Linked DNA regions of Mus musculus: regions 1, 2 and 4 are each linked to region 3. A link is a contact called in public HiChIP or PLAC-seq and promoter capture Hi-C data. All regions are on one chromosome and are shown on one strand. The core of a region is the stretch at or near the end of the contact, and the rest is flanking DNA. Distances in the headings are between cores, read along the strand shown.

The links. Promoter capture Hi-C pulls out the DNA fragments that hold promoters and counts their contacts. HiChIP or PLAC-seq counts read pairs in DNA pulled down with a chosen protein or histone mark.
Region 1: an H3K27ac HiChIP or PLAC-seq map of extraembryonic endoderm stem cells shows a contact between it and region 3, with 12 times the contacts expected there. The contact joins the promoter of Ruvbl1 here to the promoter of Hmces in region 3. A contact is called at or near these places in 10 of 39 promoter capture datasets (the 3T3-L1 cell line, 3T3-L1-derived adipocytes, the HPC-7 cell line and 4 more), 1 of 484 Hi-C or Micro-C datasets (embryonic stem cells) and 1 of 115 datasets of contacts at active chromatin or transcription factors (extraembryonic endoderm stem cells).
Region 2: a contact with region 3 is called in a promoter capture Hi-C map of liver, with 5 times the contacts expected there. The contact joins the promoter of Eefsec here to the promoter of Hmces in region 3. A contact is called at or near these places in 12 of 39 promoter capture datasets (the 3T3-L1 cell line, 3T3-L1-derived adipocytes, the C10 cell line and 7 more), 1 of 484 Hi-C or Micro-C datasets (the HPC-7 cell line) and 2 of 115 datasets of contacts at active chromatin or transcription factors (embryonic stem cells and memory CD8 T cells).
Region 4: an H3K27ac HiChIP or PLAC-seq map of extraembryonic endoderm stem cells shows a contact between it and region 3, with 6 times the contacts expected there. The contact joins the promoter of Mcm2 here to the promoter of Hmces in region 3. A contact is called at or near these places in 10 of 39 promoter capture datasets (the 3T3-L1 cell line, 3T3-L1-derived adipocytes, the C10 cell line and 7 more), 5 of 484 Hi-C or Micro-C datasets (B cells, the G1E-ER4 cell line and embryonic stem cells) and 2 of 115 datasets of contacts at active chromatin or transcription factors (extraembryonic endoderm stem cells and large pre-B cells).

The regions. Positions count from the first base shown.
Region 1 is chr6:88,464,064-88,467,514 of GRCm38.p6, reverse strand. Ruvbl1 (RuvB-like protein 1) reads right to left here and starts at 2,106. Exons shown (of 11, transcript NM_019685.3): 1 at 1,847-2,106. The coding sequence starts at 1,987.
Region 2 is chr6:88,444,878-88,447,868 of GRCm38.p6, reverse strand. Eefsec (eukaryotic elongation factor, selenocysteine-tRNA-specific) reads left to right here and starts at 1,330. Exons shown (of 7, transcript NM_023060.3): 1 at 1,330-1,663. The coding sequence starts at 1,390.
Region 3 is chr6:87,912,243-87,915,597 of GRCm38.p6, reverse strand. It overlaps Hmces (5-hydroxymethylcytosine (hmC) binding, ES cell specific), which reads right to left and starts at 1,622. Exons shown (of 7, transcript NM_173737.2): 1 at 1,587-1,622; 2 at 903-1,107. The coding sequence starts at 1,085. It overlaps Copg1 (coatomer protein complex, subunit gamma 1), which reads right to left. Exons shown (of 24, transcript NM_017477.2): 24 at 2,003-3,355. The coding sequence ends at 3,296.
Region 4 is chr6:88,896,874-88,900,115 of GRCm38.p6, reverse strand. It overlaps Mcm2 (minichromosome maintenance complex component 2), which reads left to right and starts at 1,336. Exons shown (of 16, transcript NM_008564.2): 1 at 1,336-1,471; 2 at 2,600-2,829. The coding sequence starts at 1,466.

The DNA.
Region 1 (3,451 bases), core at 857-3,356, 550 kb before region 3:
AGCTCAGGGCTTGGTCCACACAGCTCGCACACTCTTTTGACACGAGACAGCTGTGATACCAGTGCTGTGCTGTGGAGTGGAGCGGTGGAGGTGAGGTAGCAAAGCCACGTGCTCCAGCTCACACCGTATAGTTGCTGCCACGAAGAGAGAAGGGTAATGAGACGCTGAGTGGCTACCGAGGGCTGGGGGTGGGGTGGGGGTGGAGGGGGACTTTCTCATACATTGTATGTAACATTTGAAGCCCTGGGCAGAAGTCTACATTTCAGCCGGGCAGTAGTGACACATGCCTTTAATCCCAGCACTTGGGAGGCAGCAGCAGGCAGATTTCTGAGTTTGAGGCCAGCCTGGTCTACAGAGTAAGTTCTAGGACAGCCAGGGCTATACAGGGAATCCCTGTCTTGAAAAAAAAAGAAAAAGAAAAAGAAATCTACATTTCAGACAAAAATTGCAAACTCAAAATAACCAAAGCATAAGTTTGGTATGTCTAAGCGACAACATGCTGCAGCAGCCAAAGTATAGTGAACAGAATGGAAAAGGGGAGGTTGAGGCAAGCAGGGACCAGCACAGACCTAGTACTTAACAGAGTCTGCAGGGCTGTGCATTCCAGGCCAGTTTGACTACAGCAACATTATCTAAACAAAAAGGGTATGTATGCTATGAATCCACCCAATAAAAGAATTGGCAAGGGCTGGTGAGATGGTTCAGTGGGTGAAAAGCACTTGTAGTGTAAACCTGAGGACCTGAGTTCAATCCCTGGATCCCACAGTGGAAGGAAAGAACCTCTGACCTCTACCAGAGCACCATGGCAGTCACATGACTGCACTGCATTTGCGCACATTTTGTCAAACAGGAAAAGAAACAAAGAAATATCAGCTAAGGAAGCCAGGTGTAATGGCCCACACCTTTAATCTTAGCACTCAGGAGGCAGAGGCAGTCGGATCCCTGTGAACTCAAGGCCAGTCTGGTCTACAGAGTCCCAGGACAGCCAGAGCTACATAGTGAGACTGTCGTGAAAACAAACAAAAATAAATACCGGCTAACATTCAAAGAATAGGAAGGATAAGATATGGAGTACCAGAGGCTGCTGGTGTGGGTGCAGATGCAGGTCTAGAGCAGCCTCTGAAGTCACATACACAGAAATGTCACATGGACAGAAATGAAATAAGAAACAATAGACTCAAAGCTGCCTGGCCAATAGAAAGCATTAAACTGCTACTACCTGCTTGCAAGAAAAGATGCAAGCATGCTAGGGTCAAACATTTCCCTTTTTGGATAGATGATGCTCTTTGCTGCTGGCACTTTCTGTGTGCAAGAGGCTGAGAAAGCAGTCTTCACCACATGTAAAAAAGCAAGTTTTTGTAGACACTGAACCTCTGCAGAGTTCAGAGTGGAGGAGGCTGAAGAAATGGGAAGAATACTGATTTGATGGGGGTTAGGGGGAGGGAGATACCAGCCTCATTACTGCTAAACTGGCAGGTGGTTAAGCGGCCTAACCCACCTTTAACTTCTTCATGTGCAAAACAGAACCGATAGAAAGACCTGGCATGACTTTAGGAAGACTGACCTGGAAAAGCTGGAGTGCTTGGATGGGGAATAGATCAGACAGTCCTCACCGCTCCACTTAACAGATCAGCTCCCAGGCCCAAAGAACCCATATCAACTCTGAAAACGTAGTCAATTCTATACTTAACCGCACAGCCTTCCACTGCGTTTCCGGTGAGGTCTAATTTGCGTGCCGTGACCCGCAAAGGATGCAGCCTTTGCTCGCTAGTGTGATCCTTACTTCTTAGATCTTAGTGGATCCTGGTCCCGCCGCCCACACCTCGCGCACAAGCCCCACGCCCACCTCTCTCGCGTTCTCCTGGCCCACGAGACCCGAAGCCGCCTGCTTGGCTAGGCCGCTCTCGTCCAGCCCCAGACCCTTCACGTGGCTGTGGGAGGCGATGCGCTGCGTCTTCGTGGTGCTCTTCACCTCCTCAATCTTCATTTTGCCGAGTGTCTAGGAACACAACCTGCGTGGAGTGGTAGGAACTACCGCACGCCAGGCGCCTGGGTTACCACGCGGCCGTTACTAGGCCGCTCTCCTGGACCCGCCCCTATCAATATGTCATTGGGGGAGGCGAGAAGGCTTCGCTTTCTATTGGCTAAAAGCTACGCTGGTCACGGCTGCTGAGTTTCGCCCAGTAACTTCCGTCTGTGTCACAGGATAAGTTCCCCCAGGGCAAACATTTCCTGCCCTGGCCACATTTGACTGAGAACTGCTTAAGTACTTAAGCACTATTAATGTGAATGACAGGTTTTTAATTATAAATGCCTCTTTTAATGCCTATTTTTTTTCTTTAGAATAACATATTTGTGCCAGGGTGAGTTAACTTCTTCACTGACAGATGTTAAATCTTTTCCAGGTGCTTGGATGTCCTGAGAGAATCATCAGCAAAGCAGCTGCCCAAACTTCTCCAGTGCTCACCGAATTATTTAGACACCCAGAGAATGCCCCACTGCTCCCATTTTTTTTTTTCCAGAATACACTAGATCCTGAAGGCACTATTCCAGCCAAAACTTTTCAAACACTTCATGCCATAATTCTGGTCATCATATGCCCAATAAGAACCTTAAAGAAACTCGGCGGTGGTGGCGCACGCCTTTAATCCCAGCACTCGGGAGGCAGAGGCAGGCAGATTTCTGAGTTCGAGGCCAGCCTGGTCTACAGAGTGAGTTCCAGGACAGCCAGGGCTATACAGAGAAACCCTGTCTCGGAAAAAAAAAAAAAAAAACAAACAAACAAACAAACAAAAAAAAAAAAAAACCCTTAAAGGAAAAAAAGGAAGGAAGGAAAAGAGAAGATGTGTTTGTGTAGCCTTGCCTGGCCTAAAACTCCAGGGCCCCCACCTGTCTCTGCCTCCTGAGTTGCTGGCATTAAAGGTGCTACCACCATACTCTGACCAGATATTTTCATCAGTCTGGAGTGGGTGCAAGTCTCCAGGTAGGTGAACAAAAGCTGCCTGTGAATGGTGAAACTATGGTCCTTCATTTGAATAATCAACGGCTCTGATATTGGTGCAAATATGGTAGTTTGTTTTCACAATCCACCTTGCCATAGTCCAAATTTAATGCTTCATTTTCAAGAAGGGCTATACTAAGGACGGCAAACACTCTTGCTTACTCTCTCAACATTCTGGCTCTCTAAGCAGGTGTCCCTCACTTTTTTTTTCTCGAGACAGTGTTTCTCTGTATAGCCCTGGGTGTCCTGGAACTCACTCTGTAGACCAGACTGGCCTCAAACTCAGAAATCCACCTGCCTCTGCCTCCTGTGTCCCTCACTTTCCTCACTTTTAAGTCAGCCAGGAGACACCTTCCTGTGCTGTGCAATGTGTAGCTGTGGTGCAACTTTAGGCCCATTGTTTGATTTCTCAGTCTTTCCACCTATATTAATAGTATTGTGGGCTGAGCC
Region 2 (2,991 bases), core at 81-2,580, 530 kb before region 3:
CTTGATCCCCCTAGCCTGTGGCAGCACAGCAGTATATTGTCCTGGTGACAGCAGAACGGAGCAGCCTGACTGAACTACTCATTTCATGGTGGACAGGAAGCGACTACTGCCTTCTGCTAAGCTTCATCTCATAAGACAGACCACCAGCTGGGGCCCAAGCATTTAGCACACAAGCCCGTGTAAACCAATTCACTTGCAAACCGCAACCCCTCCTGCCCTAGAAAAAGGAAGGCTGGGAATGTTGGGCCAGCAAGCCCCACCCCCTTTACATGAGAGCAGTGCCATTCAGCTCTCCAGTGCCATTCCTCCCCTGTGAGGCCCCAAGTCCCTTCTTTTCCTAGGCTTTTATCCTTTGCCAGAGCAACCACTTAGGCTTGTGACCTCTTTCATGGTTCTAGGCACCTTTCAATGCCTGAAGGGGGTTACAGAGGCTGGTTGGTATAGCACTCACGACACATTCAAGTTCATACACAACAGTTAAGTTGCAGCTCCTCATGGCAGCCTAGACTTCAAAGTGAGGTTTTTGTCCCGTCCCCACCCCCACCTCCCCTCCCCTGAATCAACGAGGACCTCTTCCTCTTTTCACAGTGCTTCCAGGTTTCTGATGGTCAATTCTCAGTCTGCACTGGACGTCTAGTGACAGTCCTTGAGGGTATCTTCCTCACTAGGCTCCCCGCCTTCCCATCTCTGTCCTTTCCAGATAGTCTGGCTTGGCAACTGGTCTTGGGTTTTACTTACTCCTGTTTTCACAGCAAATAATGTCGATCACCACATCCCAGTAAAGTGTATACAGTCTGCACTTAATAAAGGCTGACAGCCGGGCGGTGGTGGCGCACTTGGGAGGCAGAGACAGGCGGATTTCTGAGTTCAAGGCCAGCCTGGTCTACAAAGTGAGTTCCAGGACAGCCAAGACTATACAGAGAAACCCTGTCTTGAAAAAAACAAAAAACAAACAAACAAACAAACAAAAAAATAAAGGCTGACAGAAATGAATGGACGGATGGATGAGTGTGTATGGAGGGATAGAGGAAGGGATGTGTGGATGGACTGGGTGAGTGGAATGATGAAAGGAGGGAGGGAAGGAAGAATGGATGGATAGATGGTGAGATGGATGGATGGATGCATGGATGGATGAATGGATGGAAGGAGGAATCCCTAATCTCAGACTGGCGAGACTTTGTGGCGTGGGGAGCCGGATGACAGCAAACCCAGGTAGCAGGCCGGCTCTTGTCCCGCCCTGTGTGCGCTCTGCCATAGGGCTGTGGGCGCCCGAGGGCGGAAGCTTCCGTGCCGGAACCGGTGCGCTCAGCGCGGGTTGCGGGGGGGTGCGGCTTAGCAGGCGGACCGCGGGGCTGGCGCTCAGGCGACGGCGTGAGAGGCAGCGGCGGGATGGCCGGCCGGCGGGTAAATGTGAATGTGGGCGTGCTGGGTCACATCGACAGTGGCAAAACAGCGCTGGCGCGCGCGCTGAGCACCACGGCCTCCACTGCTGCCTTCGACAAGCAGCCGCAGAGCCGCGAGCGCGGCATAACGCTCGACCTGGGCTTCTCCTGTTTTGTCGTGCCGCTGCCGGGGGCAGAACCCGGTTCTAGCGACACGCTGCTGCAGGTCACACTGGTCGACTGCCCCGGGCACGCCTCCCTCATCCGGACCATCATTGGCGGTGAGCGCGGGCCGGGGCGGGAGCCGGGCTCGGGGTCCGAGCTCGCGGGATGGATGGCGGCCTGACAGCCTAGGCCTGGCCACCAGCCCGGAAGGCTTGTGGTCTCGAACTCACAGCCCGCAGACGCGGACACAGTTCTCACCTTCACTGCCGTGCACCGAGATGCTTTCCTAGAAAAATGATCCAAAGAAACAAACCCTGCAAAAAGGGTGTATACAAGTTTCAAAAAAAAAAAAAAAAAAAGTCACCACGTACCTGTCCTTTGGTCTCCTGGTTCTCTGTCCCAAACACTGCTCTCAGTTTCCTGTGTGTATGGATGGTTTCAGGAAACATACACAGAAACGCAGACAAGGTGCAGAAATGAAAGATCCTGTTTTTTTCCTTCTGTTGTACTACTTGTGGTCGGTTGGGGTAGTGGGTAGAGCCTAGTGCCTTGATAAGAGGCAAGTGCTCTAGGCTCTCTCAGGATCTCATCCCCCAGTCCCCTTTATACACAAACCATCACTGTCTGGAGACTATATCTACACATAAAGTTCCTTTGTACTTTTATACCAACATTTTCTTGACTGACCCTCGTGACTTTCCCAGAGTTGGCTGCTATTCATAATGCAGTGAATAACTCTAGCCCAGAAGGTTTTGGGATGTGCACTAGTGTAACAGGATAAGTTATGTGTGAACTAGCTAAGGCAAAGGGCCTGCGTGTTTTCAGTCATGATGGGCACTGCTAAAATCTGCTTCTAGGATCTGTACCACTTAATTAGTCTTTAATTACAGGCCACTTAGGAATAGGCCATTATAAATAAAAGGTCTTGTAACCTCCCTTCCTTGCTCAGCGTGACCCCTCCCATTCGTCTACAGGAAACTGTTGCTATGTCTTTTTAAATTCCTTTTGCAAACCCATTTAACTACACTTAAATCTAAGAACAGAACCCCATAACCTGTTTGTAAGCACCCAGCACAAAAGGAGGTGTGGCTGAGTCTACCTGCTGTAGCTCCAGTGACCCATTTCCTGCTTCTCCGCTTGCCCTGGGTTTCTTTCCAGCAGTGTGCTGTAAGCCTGGAAGCATGTATATGGGGCAGGTGGGTCATTCCAGCTGTGTGGCCTCCCTTTCTCTGTGCTGCAGGCAGCCTAAGACTGTTTCCTTGTTTCACTGAAGTGGAAATGGAGGCTTACCTGCCAGAGTTACTCTCCTGCACAGTATCTATTGAGTTCAGGATTCACTCATTAAAGACTATCAAGGGCCACACAGTAAACTAAACTGAAAACTCCCACTAAATTCTGACTGGTTGTGTTCAAATACATTTTAGGAAATGTACTCTAAGCTAGT
Region 3 (3,355 bases), core at 373-2,872:
TAAATAAATTGTTAAATTTTAAAAAAATCAAAAATATTTTATGTGTGCTAAGACTGACCCCAAGGCTATGAGTATATGACATATGTTCTGTATCTCCGAGTAATATCACTAGCCCCAGACACACTGATTTTTTCTTTACATCTATTCGTGTGTATGTGTCTACTCTCTTGCGTGAATGCCACAGACTGGGAGTGGAATCAGAAGGCAGCTTGCAAGAGCTGGTTCTCTCCTAACAGGCAGCAAGTGTTCTCACCCACTGAGCCAGGCTGCAAGCTCTGTAAGCTCCACAAATCAGTTTTTTGAGACACAGTTTTACTATGCAGCCTTGACTAGCCTCCAACTCAGAGATCTGCCTTCCTCCGGCCTCCTAAGTGCTGGGATGAAAGGTGTGTGACACCACACTTGGGTTTTTGCTTTTTTGTTTTTAATATAAGGACAGATGACGCTGATAAATCAGTAATACTTGAAAAATGCGATCTTAAAAAAAAAAAGAGAGAGAGAGAGAGAGAGAGTCAAGCGTGTCAGAGTGTACACACCTGTAATACAGGATTCTGGAGACAGGCAGATTTGCTGAAAATCTGAGGTCAGCTGGGCCTCTATAGGGAGTTCCAGGACCGCCAGGGCTACATTCATAGTTAAGACTCTGTCTCAAAAGAATTCTTAAATGTATTCAGATATGAGGTTCACATAATTTGGGCATACATTCAAACAGTTTAACTGACCCTGAAGAATGCTGACTTATTTCTTGCAGAGACCCAGAGGGATTAGGGCCTTAATGTATCTGTAAAGGCTGCTTTTCGGGTCATTCCGGAGGCTGGGCAGATGGCGGCACATGGGTCACGAGTCAGATGGCCACGGCGATGCTGGCCCAGAAGCTCCGATGGTGCTGACACACTCCTTACCTTCTCAAAGTGCAGTCTGGAGAGCAGCACGGGGCTGCTGGACTGCGGGCTCTTGTTGTAGGAGGGGCAGTACTTGTCGGGGTCCCTCCACTGCGGGAGCCGCCGCCGGCCCTGCCGATCCTGATAGGCGCAGGCCCTGGTGAGAACCTCTCTGGGCAAGTGACAGGACGTTCGCCCGCACATACTTCAGCGCTGCCGCTCAGACCTAGAGAAAGTCACAAAACCCTAAGGTTCTCCTCCCTAGGTCACGCCAATCTCCCCGCGAAGCCACATCTTCCGCGGAGGCTCCGTTAGGTCAGCCAGTCCCGGCCACTGCGGGGCCCACAGTCCCCAAGCAGGCCCTCGGGTGGCGGGCGAGAAAGAAAGCCGCTCCTCCCAGGTTGTTTCCCACGGACGCAGCAGGGAAAGGTGAGAGCGCTCGGCTTTGACGCCAGCGACACTCGCGGGCCGCGGCCACCGCACTACCGCCCCGCGGGGACACGCTCAGGTCCCGGGCGGGGCCTTGTCGGCGCCAAGGCTCCAGCTCGGAACGTGGGCGGTCCTCGCCTGCCCGCCCGCCGGCGTCCCCTCCGCCGGGTCCTCTCTTCCGCCCGCTAGCTTCTCCTCAGCGCGGCCCTCCTCCCGCCCGCCCGTCCGTCCTCATCCCCTCAACGAGGCCCTCCCCACGCGCCCGCGTCCTCTCACCGCCCGAGGGTCTAGTCCACCCTTCCTCGCAGCTAGCGTCCGCCTAAGAGACGCCCGTCCCGCTCCTCGGTAACCCCGCCCCGCCCCCGACGTGACGTCGCGCCGTCGGGGTTCCCTCCCCACAGGTGGGGGTGTGGCTAGGTGAAGCAAGACAAAATGCACTGACCTGAGACAGGCACCCCAGGAGGCCTCAGGGTCCCCCTTCCCAGGCCGGAATCTGAAGCCAGAAAACCTGTGCTGCCCACCCTCAATGTGTAAGGCCATCCGAATTGAGACTCTCTAGCTATTCCCACAAACCCCTAAGGGTCAGGAAGCCCCACCTGGTTTCCTTTTTAACATTTGTGTGTGGGGTGTGTGCAAGCCTTTAAATAAAACTAGAGTAAGCTGTAATCTTCACAAAAGGAGGCTGACACCAATTTCTTTAATGAAGTTTATTTGAATGGAATGGCTTCCAGGCTATGACCAGGCCTGGGAGTAGAAGGGGAGGGTATTAGGCAGGAAGAATACAGTCAGGAAGGGCTAAGCAGGATGTGGCCTTGAAGGTCAGGCTTTCCTTTAAAGCCTGGAGAGGCCTTCATAAAGGGATGGAATGAGGCAGAGAGGCCAGGCAAGAGCAACTGCTCAGTCCCCAGGAGAGGGATGGAAGGTGGGGGACAGAGGGATGTCTTTAGGGAGCAGCCTTCAGGTCACCTACTTGAGAAAACCCCCCAAATGAGAAATCTCTTTATAACCTGTTAGGAAGTTTCACACCACGTTACTTAGTTCACCACTGCATGCCTGACCAAGTACATGGTGGAGCCAGGACCAGTCATGAAATAGGCCATAGCTAAAACAGCTTAACGATGCTCAAGTGTAGCCTGATGTCTTCATGTTATGGGATTCGGCTTAAAGGTGCAGGCCTCTGTTCTAATGTGTACATGTGCATGTGCATACAGTATACAGGTGTGCATGAGGTTAGGCGGCAACTATTGCAAAATGGTCCTCTCCTTCTACCAAGTGGGTAGTCCGTCCTGATAGGTACCTTTACCTGCTGAGCCATCTGAGTAGCCTCACAGGAGGTCCAGTTCTTCAAGTGTTTCCAACAGTTTAAACCACCTGATTTGAGTTTAAAGCCCAAGCCCTGAAGCATCCCCTAGGATTTCTTACTCCAGCCCAAAAGGAATGCAGATACTGTTTTTCCCACTCATAGACCCAGAGCAGATCATGACACCCTCTAAGGACCTTTGGACACCCATCCATCTACAGATGCCTGTAGATGAGTGGCTTACCAGACCTGCTAGCTGTTGTCATTCGGCTAGCCTTTAACCCCACCCTAAGCTTGGCACTGACAGTCCCGAGGGGCTATGCACACGCTCCATTTGGTGAAGGGAGGCCTCAGGGAGAAGTGGAGGCCCTGAGCACGAGCCTGCAGAAGCAGCAGTTATTCAAGAAATACATGCTGACTTATCATAGGGATGAGACGGTTTCTTTGAGTATAAATATTAAGAGAAAGTCTGAACATTTTATTCATTTGTCTCTCCTTGCAGGCATGGTGACAAAATCTACCCTAGCATTCCTGAATGATAGGATGGAATTAAAAAAAAAAATCTGTATTGACTCTTGATTGTTTCTTAACACAGTGGTCTGGGGAAGGGTTTCCACCGGCTTCACAGGGAAGAAGTGGCTTCGACGTAGTGTTGGACAAGATAGGAGTGGGGCTTAGGCCACCTCTAGCCCACGGATGCCAAGATGATATCTACTGGCAGCTCCTCTGAGCTTCTGGCTGTCAC
Region 4 (3,242 bases), core at 87-2,586, 980 kb before region 3:
GTAATGAGAGATTCTATAAAGGAGGAAGATAAGTTGTTTTTTGTTTTTTTTTTTTTTAAGAATTGGGTGCTTGTCATATCATTGGAACTTGTAGGGGCCTAGGGGCTTATGGTGGACACAGTCAGCTTTTCAAAGAACATATCCTATTATGGTGGCATAATATGCTTTCTATTTTTTATTTATTTATTTTTGAGTCTCTGGCATATAGATGCAGTACCTTCCTGCATCGATAGCAGCTCTGGGTACCACAGTGGCATCCAGCAGACAAGAGGGTGTGGATTCCTGTCTCAGAGGTCATACTAGCCCATCTCCCTAAGATACCCTTTAGCACCTTGGGGTATCTCTTGTACTATAAAGCCTGCAGATCCCCCTTTCTGAGCGTCCTTCCTGATTTCCTCTCTGCCCTACACTAGGTTCTGTGTGGGATTATTGATGCTGTGCATACAGCAGAAGTCACATCCTGCCCAGTAGCTGAGAACCAGATGCCTAAGACTGTAGGAACAGTAGCAGGCCTCTCACTGGAAGCACTCAGCCTGTCTCTGCCCACCTCGTCAGGTGGTAGCTACTGATTCATCCTACACCTCGATTTAACAGATCCCTCAGGTGACCTCATGTCAGGACAGAGCTCCAACTCCTAGACAGACTGCTAATCTGCAGTCTGAACTCTCCCACCTTTCCTGGGCATTACAAGCTTTGAACCAAGGGAGTGGTAATCCCTATATACTCCCAGCCTTCGCTGTACTGCATCACGCACCAGGCCCTTTTCACCTGGAACATCCTCCCCATACCTTTGCCAACTGCAGCCAAGTACAATTGATTCCCACTTTGATAAAAGCCCACAGCAGCCTGGGTGCTTGAAGGATTGAACCTCAGTGCTTTGGGAGAGGTTGATGCCAAATCAGGAAGAAATCAGAAAACAAGCTGGGCAGTGGTGGCCCACGCCCTTAATCCCAGCACTTGGGAGGCTGAGGCAGGCAGATTTCTGAGTTCGAGGCCAGCCTGGTCTACAGAGTGAGTTCCAGGACAGCTAGGGCTACACAGAGAAACCCCAGCCTCGAAAAACCAAAAAAAAAAAAAAAAAAGAAATCAGGAAACAGTCTCAGTTGCAACAAGTGGCCATACCGACACTTAGATACCTAGGTCACACTCTAGAAGGCCGGATTGGTCCTCAGAGCCACTAGTGACCCAAAGTCCCGCTTCCTTGCCTTAGCGTGGTAAACGCTGAAGGGTTAAGCCTAGGTGTGCAGGAGGCGAGGGCTCAGCCTTTTGAAAGCTGTGGGCGGGGAGCGGGGCGGGGCTTTCTGGTGTGGGCGTGCCCAAACATTCTAGCCCTCCTTCCGCTCTAGATTGACGAGGACGTAGTGACGTCTGAGTCCTCCCGGCGCTTCCCGGGCATGGGCGGGTCACGTGGTCTAGTTTTCGCGCGAAAACCGGTGGCAGCTGGTGCGGTGGAGCTAGCGCAGACATGGCGGTGAGGAATGGGCTGATCCCGGGCGGGCGGTATTCAGCGATCTCGGCTAGCTTGGCCGGTATCTTCCTCTAGTGGCAGGCTTGAGTGCGGGGCTACCTGCACCAGTCTGGGACGGGTCGTCTCTGCTCTCCTCATGTGTCTCTAGGCCCCGGGTTTACACGCACTTATGGTGGTGAGGCTGCAGGAAATGGAACCCAGAGCCCCGCGCATGTAGGGAAAGCCGGCTACCACGTAGCTGCGTGCATCCCTTCTCTCTTGAGAGTCTCATAGCTGGGCCGGGGAGGCGTATGCCTTTAATCCCAGCACTAGGGGGTTACAGGCAAGCGGGTCTTTGAGTTTTACAGAGTGAGTTCCAGGGCAGCCAAACTGCACAGAGAAACCCTTCCTCAAAAAGAAAGAAAGTAGAAAGGGTCCCACTAAGTAACCCAGGCTGGGGTTGAACTCGCTCTGTAGTGCGGGTTAGCCTTGAACTTGGCGATCATCAGGCTTCAGCCTCTAGGTATTTTGGATTTCATGCCTGTGACATCAGGCCCGGCTTTCCTACTCTGTTTTGTTTTTTTTTTTTTTTTTTTTTTTGGTTTTTTGGTTTTTTGGTTTTTTGGTTTTTTTTTTTTTTTTGGTTTTTTCGAGACAGGGTTTCTCTGTATAGCCCTGGCTATCCTGGAACTCACTTTGTAGACCAGGCTGGCCTCGAACTCGGAAATCTACCTGCCTCTGCCTCCCAAGTGCTGGGATTAAAGGCGTGCACCACCACTGCCTGGCTCGGCTTCCCTACTCTTACTGTTAGCGTTTTCATTAAAGGTTAAAGATCTGTTCTTTCCACCATTCACTTCTAGAATAGTGTTCCTTGATGCCTCTTTTATCTTCACCTCTTGTTTCAGCACCCAGCATATTGTGGGGTTTGGGCTAAGTGGGGTGTGAAAATAGATTATAAACAGGTTTTTAAAAAAAACTACATAGCCCCCGAGGTTTTTCATAAGACAGACATGGACAGATCTGAGGGACTAATATGTCCCTGAGAACAATGCCTAGTGTACAGGAGACAGACTGTGGGAAGGCCCCATGGTAACCAGGAGGCTGTCAGCCTGTGTCCCTCCAGTGTCTGATGGCAGACTTTTTCTCCTACAGGAGTCTTCTGAGTCTCTCTCAGCATCTAGCCCTGCCCGTCAGCGGCGCCGGATCAGTGATCCCCTCACCTCCAGCCCAGGCCGCAGCTCCAGACGTGCTGACGCCCTGACCTCCAGCCCTGGCAGAGACCTCCCCCCATTTGAAGATGAGTCTGAGGGGCTGCTGGGCACAGAGGGGCCCATGGAGGAAGAAGAGGATGGAGAGGAACTCATTGGTGATGGCATGGAGAGGTAGGCTGTGGTTAGGTGGCTTAGCAGAAGGACCCCCCCCCCCCCCCCCCCCCGTGTCTGGTGGCCTGGCCTTGGGGACCCATGAGTGTATGAGCCAACCTGGTGACTTTGCCTTTGTATATGGCTTGGTTGGGATGTGGAGGTTCATCACCCACTGGGAAGATGCATTTAGCTCACTGTATACACCTCAGACTAGACCCTAAAGCCCAGGCAAGCCCCCGCTTAGGAGAAGGGGACCCATAGAGTCTGATCTGAAGAGCCCTGAAGGGTGGCACCAACTCGGAAAGATGGTTCAGTCAGCAAACTTGCACCCAGCCTGCATCAGGCTCTGGGTCACAAGTGTTCAGAGTTGTAAGCAGACATACAGAAGGTGACTGAGGCCGTCAGGAAACTGAGCTTTGCCAGGAGGTAGG